2 separate regions of the Rattus norvegicus genome follow, and region 1 is linked to region 2. A link is a contact called in public Hi-C data. All regions are on one chromosome and are shown on one strand. Each heading gives the region's core, a stretch centred on a gene start, on an enhancer-like site or on the middle of the called end of the contact. The rest is flanking DNA. Distances are from core to core; before and after follow the strand shown. Region 1 overlaps Tmem117 (transmembrane protein 117). Region 2 overlaps Tmem117 (transmembrane protein 117).

The links. Hi-C and Micro-C count contacts between places; a contact is called where the count stands out from the background.
Region 1: a Hi-C map of frontal cortex shows a contact between it and region 2, with 1.8 times the contacts expected there. The contact joins two enhancer-like sites. A contact is called at or near these places in 2 of 12 Hi-C or Micro-C datasets (frontal cortex and prefrontal cortex).

What each region holds. Positions count from the first base shown.
Region 1 is chr7:128,076,765-128,080,213 of GRCr8, forward strand. Tmem117 (transmembrane protein 117) reads left to right here. Exons shown (of 8, transcript NM_001271239.1): 7 at 60-189. Among named protein-coding and RNA genes, the nearest start is that of Tmem117, 440 kb to the left of the region's middle. Within about 2 kb of position 1,462, at least 4 of the 93 cell types and tissues checked have an H3K27ac peak or open chromatin away from gene starts, as enhancers often do.
Region 2 is chr7:127,777,130-127,780,333 of GRCr8, forward strand. All of the region lies in intron 3 of Tmem117 (transmembrane protein 117), which reads left to right. Among named protein-coding and RNA genes, the nearest start is that of Tmem117, 140 kb to the left of the region's middle. Within about 2 kb of position 1,917, at least 3 of the 93 cell types and tissues checked have an H3K27ac peak or open chromatin away from gene starts, as enhancers often do.

The DNA.
Region 1 (3,449 bases), core at 212-2,711, 300 kb after region 2:
ATCTTGCTTCCTAAGTCAAATCAGATCACGGATACGCTCACATGTTGACTTTCTGACAGGACTGGGAATTCCCACACTTCATGGGCGATGTTGACGTGAACCTCCCCGGGTTGCACACTCCTCACATGCAGTTCAAGATTCCCTTCTTCCAGAAGATCTTCAAGGAGGAATACCGCATTCACATAACAGGTACGGTGTATGACTTTGGGGTACCTTTGGATGTCGTCTGTGAGAAGTAAACCACTGGTGAGAGCCATGTGTTTAGTTAGCTCTTATCCGCTCAACAATGCAAGATGGCTCTAGGTGGGCTGGTGGTTCAGTGCCATCTGTCTGGGCTGTAGGCTCATGGTGGCACGGACAAGTGAGATCCAGTGAACACATAGGAATAAATGCAATGGAGACAATGTTTCTTACCTGCCTTAATACCTCACCTCAGTCACACTCCATTGGCAATCACTGGTAAAGCCCTGTACTTAGAGACAAGGAACACAGGCAGTACAGTTGGGCAGCCACTGCAGTGTTGAATCGAGCCTTCCTGCCTGTGATATGAAAGGGTGGGGGACAAACTCTCTTTTCTAGAGCACTAGTCTTGCCACACTTCATGGACCACTACACATGGATCTTACACGTGGGGTGGCTTTTTCACAATTCTTGGTGTATATTTTCAACACCAATGCATGTTGTGCTTCTGCATTGACTATAAGGTGAAGACGATGTGGTCTGGAATCTTCAATCCATTCTCACACCTTTAAAGAATTAGACTACTGACTACTTGATTCCATGGAACCTACTTCTGTGTCCTAGCACAAGTTTATCTCGAGAGATTGTTTTGTGAATCTCCAGGTTGTTTTACTCTGATTTTTTTTTTTATGCTTCTGAAGTGAATAGCCTCTTAGTCATTCTCATGCCCGAATGATACCCTGAAGATAATTTTTATATCTTTTCTTCTTTTTAACAAAAAGCAGACAGTTGAATGATCATAGACATAAAGGGTAGTGTTCACTCCTAAACTGTTCGGATGCAGGGCATGGACCTGTCTGCTTTAAGGACAATGGCCTAGGATCCCACACCTGCTACAATGAAAACTGCAGAAGAAATCTGTGCTCACTCTGCCGTCTGTGCTGCTGGATAAAAATAGCCCAAGCGCAGAAAACATTAACATCTGAGTACTGAAAAACTCTGCTTCCCAGCCAGGAAGCTGTGCGTTGGCTCTGAGCACGAGGCGACCTTCCCGAGTTTGAGAATGAGCTCATGAATAGGGAAGATGCATCAGGTTTGTGTTCCTATTCAAGGCAGCCAAGGCTCATCTATTAAATTCACTTGGTAAATCAATCGATTTGAGTTCAGGTCACAGAGTGTGGTTTCAGAGTCCCCACTTAATCTGTGCAGCGCGCCATCCTCTTGGACTTCTAAAATAGCCATCATACACATAACTTCACCGTTGTCCCTCTGGGTGACTTTGTCTGGGCCATCTGTTCTTGCCCACTGGCTCTTGTCTCAGGCAACCCCTGCACACACAGTCTCTATCAGAATCTGTTAAAGGTTTACCACTTAGGCAGCAAACACTGGGGTAGGGGGGGATGAAGATAGAAAATAATTGGAGAACAAATCAGGTTTTAAAAATTGAACTGTTATATACAGTGTCATTTATAGGAGGGGAAGTTTCAGGGTTTACAGTACCCAGTGTTGGTGCAATTGGGGATATTTTAGTTAAAAAGATGACAAATGATCATGTTTAAAAGTCATACACAATGTCTTGAAAAGGCCATGTGCCTGCAGGATCTGTGAAGCTGCAGTGTCAGGGGCTGTGAGCCAAAGCTCCTCTGTGCATTTGGGGGAACACAGATATATACAGGGCCTCCAACCTTGACTCATGAAACAGAAGCTGCAGGAAAGAATAAAGGAACATTAATAAAGTTTTCCAGAAGGGGACAGGTAGACGACTAAGGCTTCTGGCAGTGTTTGCTGAGAGTTATACAGCTCTCGAACGGACCTGGCCGAGGTGCTGGAGGAATAAAGGAAAGCAAAGGGACAAATAGAAATGCTGAGCTTACATAGACCATGCCCTCCAATGGAGGAGCAGCATGAAATATTATATACAGCCGAACAAGACGAGGTTACTGTACACAGCTAAATCAAGGAGGTGGCGCCTATGGTGTCCAGCTGGATCAAGGAGAATGGCTTAGCTAGTCTCAGTAGATGGAGTCACTATAGGAGAGGAGTCTTAAGGCCTTAAATAGCCAAGGGAGAAAGCTACCCAGGGCATTTTCTGCACATACTGTCAATATTCATGTGTGGACCAGGAGGGAGGGAAGGTGTTTCCATTCCCCCAATGGTATAAGGCTTTGAGGTCCTTGGCATGGCCATACTCATGTCAACAACATACATTGACTCAGTGCATCATTCATTCGGGGCCTTCTCCTCTCCCCGCATGGTTTGATTAATAGGTCTCTAATTAATGATTAATTAAATAATAATTAATAGAAGTCTCTAATGAGAGAGTGAGTTCTAGCCCCATCTGTTCCTGAATAGTTCTGACACAGTGGGTCTGGGGAAGAGCAGGGGGATTGGACTCAGGAAGGTCTTCTTCGGGTAATGTGACTAACTGAGTACTTCTCCATTCTGACTAAGATCTCACAGCTAAAGTCGGAAGGTCTGTGTTTTTCCCAGAATTCACCATGCAAAGGATAGTTTCCGGAGTCCACTGAAAAGCCCCTTTGAGCAGTCTAGTGGTTAAATTAAGGGTGGGGGCCTTGAGGTAAAACTGTATTGTAATCAGCACAGTTGTGGTATTTCCAGTTTGTCTGTTATGTATTTGTGTCTGCTATTAGAATTCTTCAGAAAAATGGCTACAGGTTTTGAGAAAAGCCAAGCCTTCTTTTCTGTCTTCAATGTTGTTTCCATCCTACTCTAGTTCCTGCTAATCAGATTTTTAAAAAAAATTGCTGCTAGGGAGAAGCAGTTAGTCTTTGGTAAAGTACTTTTTACTTAATTACAGGTTGCAAGACAAGTGCTTCTAGGGAAAACCTGGATCAAATTTCCAAAATACTGAGATCCATGATGTGTATTAAGACTGTCCCCATAGCCTGACATTTCTGTCCTAAAATGCAGATGGCTAACTTGTTGAGCAGTCCTGAACAGATTAAAGGAGATTTGAATTTTCATTGTATATTAATATTGCATTGCCACTGCAGTAATTAAGATACGGCCACCAGTGTATCTCAAACAGTATATCTTAGAATATTCTGGAAAGATTGTTTAGAGAAATAGATTCATTAGGCATACACCACCATCCGTGTACTTGAGGTTTGGGGCAGAATCTGGTATCCATTTTCTCACAAACACAAGTAAATCCTGCCTGGCAGGCTGAAGACCAATGCCTATGGGTAGAACTTCTGGTATCTTAGATAAGAAGGAAGCTGTGTGCTGTGGACAGCAGCAGGGCTGGA
Region 2 (3,204 bases), core at 667-3,166:
GTGTATGGAACAAATGCGTACCATTCATCCTCAAAAGCATAAACAACAACAAAATACCCAGAAGACAGCAGCACAGGCTTCACTTCCAATTTTGGCATGAACAGCGTTCATGGGCTCTGTCCCCGGGGCCCACCTGCCGAATTGGCTTTCCCATGGCTTCTGTTCCACTTCTGTGCTTGACTCTAGCATTTCTTGATTCTTCCAAATTTCAACCCAGCCTGTGGCTCTTTCTCTTATCCCCCCTGCCCCAGGCTGGCAAGAACAGGTTCTTATAACTACTGTCCACTGTTCAACTGCTCCTTGTGGGAGCAGGCCTGTCCCCATGGCACCATAGAGTCTCTGTCTTCCTGCCTTGGACTGTGTTCCTAGGTCTCCACCTGGCTAACACTGCCCAAGCCTGTATTTCAGCCGAGGATTTTAAACTATGTCGGAGAGAAAAGGCAAGTTAGCAGTTCATTCCTCACACTGATGGCTGCCATTCTCTTCCTTCTTTACTAGAAACAGAAAGTTATGGTGCCCTCTTTTCCTCAGAGCTGGGGGTTGGGGTGGGGGAGAGGGATGAAGGTGAAGGTGAAGGTGAATGGTGAGCCAAGTACCCTGAAGAAGCCCAAGGGGAGCTGCCTGGACAGAACGGACCACCTTCCTCACCTCCTCAGAACTGGCCACCTTCCTCACCTCCTCAGAACTGGCCACCTTCCTCACCTCCACAGAACTGGCCACCTTCCTCACCACCACAGAATGGACCACCTTCCTCACCTCCTCAGAACTGGCCACCTTCCTCACCTCCACAGAACTGGCCACCTTCCTCACCTCCACAGAACTGGCCACCTTCCTCACCACCACAGAATGGACCACCTTCCTCACCTCCACAGAATGGACCACCTTCCTCACCTCCTCAGAACTGGCCACCTTCCTCACCTCCTCAGAACTGGCCACCTTCCTCACCTCCTCAGAACTGTCCATCTTCCTCACCTCCACAGAATTGGCCACCTTCATCACCTCCTCAGAACTGGCCACCTTCCTCACCTCCACAGAACGGGCCACCTTCCTCACCTCCTCAGAACTGGCCACCTTCCTCACCTCCACAGAACTGGCCACCTTCCTCACCTCCACAGAATTGGCCACCTTCATCACCTCCACAGAATGGACCACCTTCCTCACTTCCTCAGAACTGGCCACTTTCCTCACCTCCACAGAATGGACCACCTTCCTCACCACCACAGAATGGACCACTTTCCTCACCTCCACAGAATGGACCACTTTCCTCACCTCCACAGAATGGACCACCTTCCTCACCTCCACAGAATGGACCACCTTCCTCACTTCCTCAGAACTGGCCACTTTCCTCACCTCCACAGAATGGACCACCTTCCTCACCTCCACAGAATGGACCACCTTCATCACCTCCTCAGAACTGGCCACCTTCCTCACCTCCACAGAATTGGCCACCTTCATCACCTCCTCAGAACTGGCCATCTTCCTCACCTCCACAGAACGGGCCACCTTCCTCATCTTGAACAGAAGGATTTCCTAGAGGTGGGGTGTATCACATCCTAGAGATGTGACAGGGAAGTACAGGTAAAGCTGGTGGCTGGGGGTGAGGTGGGTGTTGGGGAGTGGCTCTGTTGGGAAAGGGACCTACGGGGAAGCCTCAGGACTTGAGTTACACCTCCAGGATCTATCTACGCAGTGAAAGGAGAGAAGCAACTCCTAGCAGACACCCTCTGACCTCTTCATGTGTGTGGTGTCATACACTCACAGGCAAAATAAATAAACACAATGCCATCCAAAGCATCGGTGGGGGCGGGGGGAGGCAGCCTGGGTGATTTGGGGAAGGCAGCTGTCCCTCAAGTCCTCCCGGCCAGCGTCCTCATTTTACTGGTTTCTTTTGTTACAGGATTGTGTTTTCAGGCAGCAGGTGTGGCACTGTCTCCAGGGACATGGCGGAGACGTCCTTAGCTGCTTTTGTTTTGGCAAGATGATGAGAAGTAGTGTTTAATAAAGATGGGTGTCCATCTCATCTTCCTGTTCAACCTTTTACACGGGGCGCTCCCACCTACACTTTCCACAAATGCAGAAGACGTTATTCCCGGAGCCGTGTGTGTGTGTGTGTGTGTGTGTGTGTGTGTGTGTGTGTGTGCTCGAGTGCACGCCTGCATCTCAGATGATAAATAATTGAAAGTAAAGATTGGCAACCTGCTGCTTCACCAAGCTTTCCTTTTGCTTTCCTTTTCAGAGTAATGAGGAGACAGATGGTACTTTTTCTATAGATGCCAAAAAGGAAAAAAAAAAAAAGAAAAAGAAAACCCAGAAACTCCCAGGTCTCACAGTTGTGGAACAAAGTTTTATGTGACTTGCAGAACCCGTCTTCAGAGTCTATTGGCATCCCTCTTTAGCCCCTACTTCAAGACCCAGAGTGACAAGGGGAGTGATTTGATATTCTGAGTGTTTGTCATTGGAGGAGGTTGGCGTTGAAGGCAGATCGTTGCATGTGTGTGTGTAGTTAGTAACTATAGACAAAGCAAGAACCAAACCAGTCCTACTGGTCAGCGTTGGATATTCTAACGGGCGGGATATTAGAACTACATATCACCCCACAGTTTGAAGCACCATCTTGGCTGTCGCAGGTAACATCCCGACTCAAGCAGAATGAAGACGTCGTCTCCCTCAGGAAGATGGGCGACTTCTTCATGTTGCGGTTTGGCTAGACAGAGGAGGCTCGTCTCTTTCTCACTTGTGTCAGAGACACAGAAGTGACAGGGCTTCGGGTTTCTCAGGGTTCCTTTTAACATCTGACAAGTCTAAACGTTCCGTCTGCATAAGTCACATACTAATTAGTAATTAAACACCGTTATTTAATTAGACAATCTAGTCGGTGCATCACGCGTTAATTACTCTCGGATTGGTGTGTGCCGGCTGTTCTTGGTGACGGGGCCACTCTGCTGGTGGGTTTCCTGCTGTGTGCCGCAGCTGTGCTCTGGCACAACCCTTCCCTGTCGTCTTGAATTTGGACAGGGAACATCAACACAGAGGAGACGGCAGTGTCCTGAGCTGGTCAGCTATCAGTTTTGAATGTTTGCAAAAGGAATCTTCCCTTTAGGAGACCTGTTGTGTTTTTTTGTTTGTGCTTTGGATTTTCTATCAGTTCTTTTGAAAATGACATGTGTACTCTAAGGAAAGGTCATCGTTGTATCACCTGCGGTA